3 separate regions of the Mus musculus genome follow, and all the other regions are linked to region 1. A link is a contact called in public HiChIP or PLAC-seq and promoter capture Hi-C data. All regions are on one chromosome and are shown on one strand. Each heading gives the region's core, a stretch centred on a gene start, on an enhancer-like site or on the middle of the called end of the contact. The rest is flanking DNA. Distances are from core to core; before and after follow the strand shown. Region 1 holds the start of Top1mt (DNA topoisomerase 1, mitochondrial). Region 2 overlaps Zc3h3 (zinc finger CCCH type containing 3). Region 3 holds the start of Mroh6 (maestro heat-like repeat family member 6).

Region 1 (3,152 bases), core at 61-2,560:
AGGGAGAGAGGCGGTTGAAGTCTCTGAGTGTGTATGTGTCTGCCTCGCTCTTATCAGACTTTCTGGAGGAGGTGCTGGAGGAGGCTGAGATTCAGAGAAATTAAACTTGTCTAGTAAAGAGCAGATGGTGGACTCCCACAGGCAGACACAGGCCATTGTAGCCCATCAAGTTGAGGAAAGCGACGTGAAAACGCTTGTATGTTACTCGTAATGAGATGGTTGCATTGAGTTTGTATTGAAGTCAAATGCCCCTGCTTATCCTGAATTGTGGCTTCTACACAATGAAGCCCTCCCCACCCTCCAGCTCTCTGTTGGCGGCTACGACGTGTGAGTGGACACTGCTGTCACAGAACAGCCTTATGACGGACTTTGGGCTCAGGAGGTCTGACTGTCAGCTCCAGCATTCATCATCATCTACCTGAAATTCTTCCTCAAGCCTGGTCTCAGTTGCAAACAGGGCTCCTTTTACCTGCTATGAGGATATGAACGCTGTGAGGCCATGCTCCCCAACTGTCACAACTCCAGCTGGTCTTCAAGGGTACAAGGGTCCTGGACAGCCAGCTACAGACCTGGAATGCCCAAAGTCTTGCTGGTCTGTTGATCATACTCAGCAAACTTTTTGTAGTACTGGCCGTGTCCAGCAGGGGGCCCACTAGCCTCTCCCCGGCTCTGTTCCTGCCTCGGGCCGCTAGATGTCAGTAGGAATCCAGTGAGTTGGTAACCGTGGGCGGGACCTACAGGATAGGCTAGCTCTTTCTTGCTGGTCTCCGTCTCATTTTTTACCTTTCCTGTTCACCACTTTCTTGCAGGCCTGTGTGCTGTTTCAGTGGAAATACCAAGGCTGCCTGCTGCTGGCTCGGGGAGCAGCTGTCCGCGGATTAGGAGATTTTTGTTGCTTGGTACAAATGTCTTGAGATCTTGGTACACATGTCTTCAGATCTGAATGTGTTGAAGGGGGGAGCCTATGGCTTATGGCCCTGGTCTCTTGGCGGCGAGCCTAGGCAACAGCAGTTTTTGCAGGACTTCCAGTGCTGTTGGTCAGTCGCCTAGAGGAAGTTGCTTTGAGCAGGGCAGCTGGTGTCTGCAACTGCGTCCTCCTGGAGGTGTGGGTACTCGGTGTTTTGCCACTTAGATGGGTAGATAGGGCCCTCTGACCAAGTGTGTCTACTCATGACTTCCTCAGGTTGCCATGGCAGGTAGAAGCGCTGGGAGAGGGGCAATGCTCGGCCCTGGCTGGGGACGCCTTCCCAAGGTGGGCGGGCAGGGCGGGACTCCTGGACGTGTGGGGGCGGAGCTCTGTCAGAAGGGCGTGGCCTCGGAAAGCGGGCAGAGCCCACGCATGCACGCACACGCATGCTGCTGCTGTGGCTCAGAGCCCTGTGCCGGCGTTTCCAGCATGTCCCCTGCCGCGTCCCTTCCTGTCAGGTGTCCCGGGTCGCGAAGGCGAACAGAGCCGGGTAAGGCGGGTGGGACGGAGCTCAGGCGAGACAGGGCTCAGTGACTTGCCTAATCCTGCTCCTGTGCCGGGCCACACCGGACACATTGGGAAAAATCGGTCACCCATGTAATTGGGTCTGGGCCTCCAGGCTGCCGCGTTTGGTTTGGAGGAGGTCCCTTTGGAGTGTGGTTCCCAGATTCCCTGATTGGTCTCAGGCCCACTCCACGATTCTTACACTCTTTGTCACGTGGCCTTAGCTTTCAATACCTACCTTACGTCACCAGCCTGCCCCGAGGGACTTCCTAGGGGTTGGGATGGCTGTCCAGGCTGAGATTATATGTGAGATTCTGATTTTTCAACCTTTCCCTCGTGTACTGAGGTTCCCGGAAGCGCCCAGCTCTGGGTTGTGGGATTGTTGCTCACAGCACTTGGGGAGCGGGGATGTCCTGGTCTAATCGCCCGAGTGGTGGGTGGGTTCACAGCGAAGACAGCCCTTCCAGGGCCAGCCATTACAGCTGACCTGCTGACCTGCTTTTGATAGCTCAGCCCCGGACTGGGGCAGCTAAGCTCTTAGGCTCTAGAAATTCCAGGGGAAAGACAGGGCTGTCCTGACTCTCCAAATGGGGCTGAGTTGTGGCCTCTAGGAGAAGACACAGGGCTTCACAGCAGGACATCGGGGTAACTTCCTTGATACTCTTCTCCAGTGGGACAAAGGAATGTCACCCACGCCACGCCACGCCACAGTAGTTGTTTATAGCCCCAATCTCAGTGTCCTTGTCTGTGAAATGGGGATGGCCGTAGACTTCGCCTAGCAGTTTGGGTAATGAGCTTGCCGCTCAGTGTAGGTTCTGAGGTGCTTGTCCACATTTTATGACATCGAATTGGGCTGAATGTTGGAGGAAAGCTGCCTGAGTCGTGTCACGAAGCACTTCTGCATGCAGCCACCGAACTGTTCCCCACCTAGACCCACATGAGAAGCGGAATGGGATTTAAACCCCTATCTCTGGGAACCTTTGGCCACCACTTTTCTCTTTTTCCCTCCTGCATGGTTCATGGGACACCTCTCACCCCTCACACCCCTCAGGCATCCAAGTTCTGGCTACTTTGCAAGAGCTGCTCTGTTTATGAAGCCCGGCCCGCTCCTTACTTTCTGAGGGCACACCTGGAATTGTTTACTGGCTCAGGACATGGTCCCTTGTCCCCTGACCTCCCCACCTATGCTCACTTTCAGGCATTGTAGCTCCACCACACCTGGTCCCTTCTTTGCAGGAAGAGCGAGAAAGGCCCTTTAAAAAACTATTTGTCTCGGGGCAGCGGTGCTGCACGCCTTTAATCCCAGCACTGGGAGGCAGAGGCAGGCAGATTTCTGAGTTCAAGGCCAGCCTGGTCTACAGAGTGAGTTCCAGGACAGCCAGGGCTACACAGAGAAACCCTGTCTCGAAAATTAAAAAAAAAAAAAAGTCAAACCAGACATGATAGTTTATACTTATAATCCCAGCACTTTGGAGGCTGAGGCAAGAGTGCGTCAAGTTTGAGGTCAGTTTGGGCTACACAACAAACAAAAGTAACATGCTCTTTATTTTCCTGATCCTTTCTTTCCTCAAACCAGTAGGCCTCTTGCCTCTCACAGGATACAGAGTTGAGCCAACAAGGCCCACCAGGATGGCTGCCTGGAAGCCCAGCATGTGCCTGGAAAACCCTCACCCAGGTTGTA
Region 2 (2,923 bases), core at 342-2,841, 140 kb before region 1:
GTTGTTAGTACTGTTTTCCGATGATTCAGGATTAGCTGCTACTGTGTGAAGCTTCCCTGTGGTGCCGGAGGAGGTTCCTCTGTGGTTAACCCAGAGGAGGCATCACTCTGGAATCCTCAGTCCTTGGCACTGTAGGTAAATTAGAGGGCTGCATGTGGGAGTGGGCCAGTACCGTTTGAGATCCACTCACCAGTCTGCTGCTGCAGCTGTCTGCCTAATTCTAGTTGACTAGCACCTGTGGGCTTTGTACCCCCTCAGCCCTTCCCAGACCACAGCACAGTCCCTTCTGCTCCTTCCTTCCCTCCCTGTTCCACCTCATTGGAGCGTCCTGTGGTCAGAAGGATTCCAGGTTCACAGAGATGCTGCGTTGTGTTGAGGACCCTTCCTCTCTAGGACACCCTTTGCCTGGGTTCATATAGCATTTGCTGCTTCCCGTCCTCAGGCCCTAGCAGGTTCTTTGCTCCTGAGGGGATGTTCCCAGGAGATGTTGAAGCAGATTGTGTCATTGTTACTGTCTGGGAGACTCCAGGGAAGAAGGATGTATTTTTCACATTTTGAGGGCGATGGTGCCTATCCTACCAGTGGGCTTCATTTGAGGCCAGGGAGGGAACCCTGCTGTCTGCTGGGATCTAAACTGGGCTGGGGGTTGGGGAGACCCTTGCTGATTTCTCAAGGCCCCAATCTGTACTGACAGCTCTGTGGGCAGTGTACACACACACACACACACACACACACACACAAGGGTGAATGTGCAGAAGCACAGGTGAATATGAAAGCTGTGACATGAACTAGATCTTTCCCGAGAGTGTAGTTCACAGTGCAGACTCAGTGACATAGTCCCAAAGGCTTAGCATACTTAGTATCTAGCTCCTAGGGTTTCCCTCTGCAGCTGGCTCATTGCTCCGTAGTAGAAGGCCAGGTTGGCCCAGGAGGAAAATGAAGAGTGGCCAAGAAGGGCCTGGTAACCCAGTGTTAACAAGAGCAGTACAGCTTCCTCTAAGTTGTGCCTGTTTTTTTAGTGTGGTTTTCAGGCTTCTTTCAGAGCATCTTTTCTTGGCTCTAACTCAGGTAGTAAGAGGAGGGATGCCAAGAAAAGGGCAAGCTTTGGTGAGCAGGATGCTTGTGCTCTCTGGGGAAGTTTACAAGATGGAGTTAGGACCTCAGGCCATCTGGCAGCTACTCAGCCTTGTGATCTGTCCTCTTGGCTTCTGAGTCACCACTATGGGTAGGAGGGAATTAGTCCCATGATGGTTCAATCTGTGGCTTTTTAGGGTAAGCTGAGGCTGCTTCCTCAGATTTCCAATGAAATCATTTAGTGACTTTAGCAGCTCAGGTTCTGGGGGGCCTCAGATGCAGCCTGTCCTTTGCCCTGTCCTCCTACTTTGCCTTGTATACCATGCTGGAGTTTACATAGCAGTGCCTGGGTGCCTGGGGATTTAGCTAGCTGTGACCAAAGAAATTGAGGGAACCTAAATCTGGATTAAAAGGTCGCTATGGCCTGTCCCCTGAAATTGAGTGAGGAGGGCCTGAGCATTCTGCCTATGCCTTACTCAGAGCTTGGAGGTGTGGCATTGACACAGGCAGGCCCTGCCCTCTGGTACTGTGCTGATGCCCATGCATGTCTGTGAGTTTGACTAGCTTCCGTGTGAGGGCATGGTCTCTAGAGGGCTTGGGGACATAAGCATCCCAAGGAAGAGGAGAAGGGTCCCAGGGTCCCTAGGTCACAGGGATGGTGGAGCAAGGATGAACTTAGTTGGGTGAGTTGGGACTATCCCTATCTTTAGGGACTGGAGCATTCGGTTTAGCAGCAGGTTTCCATCTTTGGTGTGTGCTACATTATGGTTTGGGGGTTATAGGTGGTCCTATGGCATAGAGGGAGCACTGTGCCTCTGCCTACTTGGAGCTAGTGTCACAGCAGATCAACAAGGTGAAGCATCATGATCTATGATCCAGCCAGGACTCAGTACCAAGGAAGGTTCTTTCCCATATGCTGACAATATGCCTAAGTCCCTGTAGAATATTGAAGTGGAACAGGCTATCTTCTAGTCGTCTGGGATCTGAAGTTGACTGGGTGCAGCTGCAAGCCAGTTAGGGGCTGGCTACTTGAGCGGCCCCCTGAAGTCTGGGCAGGCCCACCTCCACTCTGTGGGTGGCAGCTCTCTGATGGTGGGTGGCACTATCTTTCCTCCTTCTTTCACCAGCCTTTAAGGTCGGGTAGAGTGATGGTTAGAAGGGGAGGGGAGATCTACCCCCATAATCTATAGCGACTGTCACACAGCAAACTACTCCCATTTCATACAGGCGGGTCAGGTGTCGTGCACGATCGATGGCTAGCGCACAATAATTACAGGAACTAGCAGCTTGTGTTGCTTGAGTGACTTTAGGAAGAGTAGGGTCTCAATCTTCCCTCTAATAGGGCTCTGACAGTCTGAGGCGGCAGCAGCTTTGGTGGCTGAGTGTTGGGCTGACAGTGTTGTCATTAAACACCAGGTAGTGTGGAACAACAGAGAACACGGATCTTGCACAGGGGGACAGGGTGGATGACAGCAGTTATTTATCATCACCGAGCTGCCCAAACTCCTCAGACTGCAGTGCGAATGGCTGCTTAGGGTGACTTATGGCTCTGTCTGGGGCTGCTGTTGTGATTTGATAATCTGTAAATGTTTGTCAAAGATGGATTCCTTGTTTCCATGGTGCTGCAATGAAGGCTGATGACAAGCCAGCTGTGGGCTAGGAGATGTGGACAGTCACTTGGCCATGTATACTGGAGGAGACAGAATGGCTTCAGTCAGGAACCTGAGCTGGGTCTGGGACTTGACAGCCAGGAGCCTCTTCCTCTCATAGGGCTGGCTCTTCCTGCTTTTTTCTGTGTTAGGTGAACATAGGTATGTGTGTGTACATATGTGTCACTGTCCTTGTGAAG
Region 3 (2,885 bases), core at 275-2,774, 210 kb before region 1:
AGAGTCTAATCATAGCCCCAGGCGCTTGTATCTGCTAAGGGCAATGTGCCTATGTCAGGCGTCCCAAGCCAGCCATCCCTGCCTGATCTATCATCTGTTATAGGCCTTGGGGGTGGGGGTGGGAGGTCTCAGTTTCTGACCCAGTAACCGAGGAAGGAGGAGGAGATTTAAAAAGCTGAGGATCCAAGGAGCTGCCTCAGCGAGGGCTGGAGCTGTCTGGGTACAGCAAGCTAGGTAAGACTCAGGAAGAATTGCTCCAGAGACAGTTGGAGTGTCTTAGGCACCCTACCATTGTTGTGAAGAGACGCCATGACCATGGCGACCAACTCTTGGCAAAGAAAGCATTTAATTGGAGGCTTTCCTATGGTTTCAGAGGTTAGTCCATGATCAATGATCATCATGGTGGGGACATACATGCAGGCACGGTAATGGTGACAGAGGGGAGAGTTCTACATTCTGAAAGAGACCCTAGCCTTGGCATGTGCTTTTGAAACCTCAAAGCCCACCCCTGTGACACACTTCCTTCAAGAAGGCCACACCTCCGGATCCTAATCTTAGAATAACACCGCTCCCTGGTGACTAAGCATTCAAATGCATGCGCCTTTGGGAGCCATTCTTATTCAAACCACCACATGGTTTGGTTCATGGCTTGGTGGGAGGCAGAGTTGGGGCTTGGGTAGCCCGAGGTATAGGAGCTGAAGAGCGTGAATGCCCACTGCTTGGAATACTTCCCCATGCACTTCCGCCTGGAGCAGTCTGTCAGACTAGTTCATCTAGCTTCCCTGGCTTAGCGCTGGGCAGTGCCTATAGTGTGGTTGGGTGGAGAGCGGGGATTTAGGGTAGAGGTTGGGCCAGCCCTGGGGAGCATGAACCTGGAAAGGAAGACAACCGGGCGAACAGTATACATACACACTGCCTACGCAGACACAGGGAAGACAGTCTCAGAGAAGGAGGGGCTGGACAGACAGGGCATGAGACATACCACCTCGGGACTGGCAAGGATGCAGAGGAGCCCGCATCAACAATAGTGGGCACTTGCAAATGTATTTAGGAGGCATCACCAGCCTCACCTCATTTGCTCCACACCCCAAGTGTTTCAAGTTCAGGGAGAATGACAGTACCTGACCACGCCCGTTCCTAGGATATTTGGCTATGTGGTCTAGCCCAGCCCCTGACCCTACTGGGGCTTCCTCAGAAGGATCTAAAACTGCCCTGGACCCCTCCCCCAGGCAAGAGGGGGATGGGCAGTTGGGTTAAAGACCTTTCTCTCCTCCACGATAGTCCATGATCTCCATGGACACTGGTGGGCAGGGCCAGACTATGCAGTGGCCATGTCCCACTTGGCTCCAGCAGCCTGGGCAGACACCCTTCACAAGTCCATGCTAGGATATCTCTGTGATTGAACAGCCAATCACTGGCACATGCTCAGACTCGCATGTACCTACGTCTATGCCCACGCCACCACGCCTGTCTGTAGGCCCGCCTGTGGGCCCGCCCGGGGCCTGATTCTAGGTCAGGTCTGGACACAACTTCACTGGAAGAGTGGTGGCAGGTGCCGCTGGTAGGAACACTATGGCTGGGGGTGTGTGGGGTCGGGGCCGGGACGGCCGGGACGGCCCTGTGGGCTCCCTAACTCTGACAGCTCTAGCGGAAGGAATCCGGGCTAGCCAGGGGCAGCCTGTGGGACCCTCTTCTACAGGCCCTCAGTCTGATCCCCAGGAGCTTGGGCCCGAGCCTGAGCCCTATATTCAAACACTCACCCCTGCCTTTGAGGCCCAGCCTGGGAATGAAGTGGTTGCCCCCACAGCTGGTAGTGAGATCTATTCCCCACACAATGCCCAGGAGCCAGCCCCCGAGAGACCGTACCAGGTGAGTAAGAGGGCAGATGCTGGATGATGCAAAGTTTGGCTGTTCACTTGGGCACTAGAAAGACAAGAAGTACGGGGGGGGGGGGGGCATTGAGGAGTCCTGAGGGTAAACGGATGGAAAAGATCATACGGGAGGAAGGTTTGTCGCCATCTGAGGGATGGGAAGACTGGAGGACTAGGGAGGATAGTTGAGATCGGCTTGGGGACTTCAGAAACTCCACGTTTCATTCTTCCATCATAGGCTTCCCAGTATTCCTGGGAGGAAGGAACCCTTGCAGACCTTGCGTTGTATACAGCTGCCTGTCTGGAGGAGGCTGGCTATGCCGGGACCCAGGCAACAGCGCTCACTCTGTCCTCAGCCCTGGAAGCCCGGGGGCAGCGGCTGGAGGACCAGGTTAGCATCCCCATCCAGAGAATCCTGCAAGCCTCCCTTCAACCTCGACCACACTCCCCCTAAAGGCTGCTCTGAGTGTAGGGAGGTGCGGTGCTGGCAAGAGTTTCCTTTTGAGGTCCTGGGGCTCTAACTACTGACGTTTGTTCCTTTTACCCAGGTCCACGGTCTGGTGCGTGGGCTGCTGGCACAGGTCCCTAGCCTGGCAGAGGGGAGACCCCGGAGGGCAGCCCTACGGGTGCTGAGCGCACTGGCTCTGGAGCATGCGCAGGACGTGGTGTGTGCGCTGCTACCCAGTTCGCTACCCCCGGACCGGTAACCCTCCCCGCCCAGCCGCGCTGCGCTGCCCCACGCGGCTTCCTTCCCCCTTCCCGCTTGATAGCTTGGTCATAGGATCTGGTTCCTGCAGCACCGGGCAGTAAGGGAATAGGGCCCCGGAAATCCCTTCCCCTAGACTTTTGCTGGTGTTACACCACCATACCTGGGTTTAGTTTAACTCTGACACTCTCCTCTCTCTCTCTCTCTTCTCCTTTCCCTCCATCCCCTGCTTTTTACCTGAAGATGTGGGCGGCATAAGTAAGCACGGTGGCTTGATCACCTAGAAGCCTCTGGCTCTTCGGGTCATT

What was found. Promoter capture Hi-C pulls out the DNA fragments that hold promoters and counts their contacts. HiChIP or PLAC-seq counts read pairs in DNA pulled down with a chosen protein or histone mark.
Region 2: a CTCF HiChIP or PLAC-seq map of the NIH/3T3 cell line shows a contact between it and region 1, with 9 read pairs. The contact joins the enhancer-like site here to the promoter of Top1mt in region 1. A contact is called at or near these places in 1 of 15 datasets of contacts at CTCF or cohesin (the NIH/3T3 cell line) and 3 of 9 other capture datasets (adipose tissue, liver and pancreatic islet).
Region 3: a contact with region 1 is called in a promoter capture Hi-C map of embryonic stem cells, with 2.2 times the contacts expected there. The contact joins the promoter of Mroh6 here to the promoter of Top1mt in region 1. A contact is called at or near these places in 6 of 39 promoter capture datasets (the HPC-7 cell line, cranial neural crest, embryonic stem cells and 3 more), 1 of 15 datasets of contacts at CTCF or cohesin (embryonic stem cells), 5 of 484 Hi-C or Micro-C datasets (all in embryonic stem cells), 4 of 115 datasets of contacts at active chromatin or transcription factors (embryonic stem cells and pancreatic cancer cells) and 3 of 9 other capture datasets (adipose tissue, embryonic stem cells and liver).

What each region holds. Positions count from the first base shown.
Region 1 is chr15:75,676,958-75,680,109 of GRCm38.p6, reverse strand. Top1mt (DNA topoisomerase 1, mitochondrial) reads left to right here and starts at 1,310. Exons shown (of 14, transcript NM_028404.3): 1 at 1,310-1,457. The coding sequence starts at 1,354.
Region 2 is chr15:75,819,184-75,822,106 of GRCm38.p6, reverse strand. The region is part of intron 3 of Zc3h3 (zinc finger CCCH type containing 3); the gene reads left to right. Among named protein-coding and RNA genes, the nearest start is that of Zc3h3, 21 kb to the left of the region's middle. Within about 2 kb of position 1,591, at least 65 of the 459 cell types and tissues checked have an H3K27ac peak or open chromatin away from gene starts, as enhancers often do. A contact at or near this core is called in the NIH/3T3 cell line, where this site is marked.
Region 3 is chr15:75,887,411-75,890,295 of GRCm38.p6, reverse strand. Mroh6 (maestro heat-like repeat family member 6) reads left to right here and starts at 1,524. Exons shown (of 14, transcript NM_001282443.2): 1 at 1,524-1,869; 2 at 2,110-2,262; 3 at 2,420-2,574. The coding sequence starts at 1,573.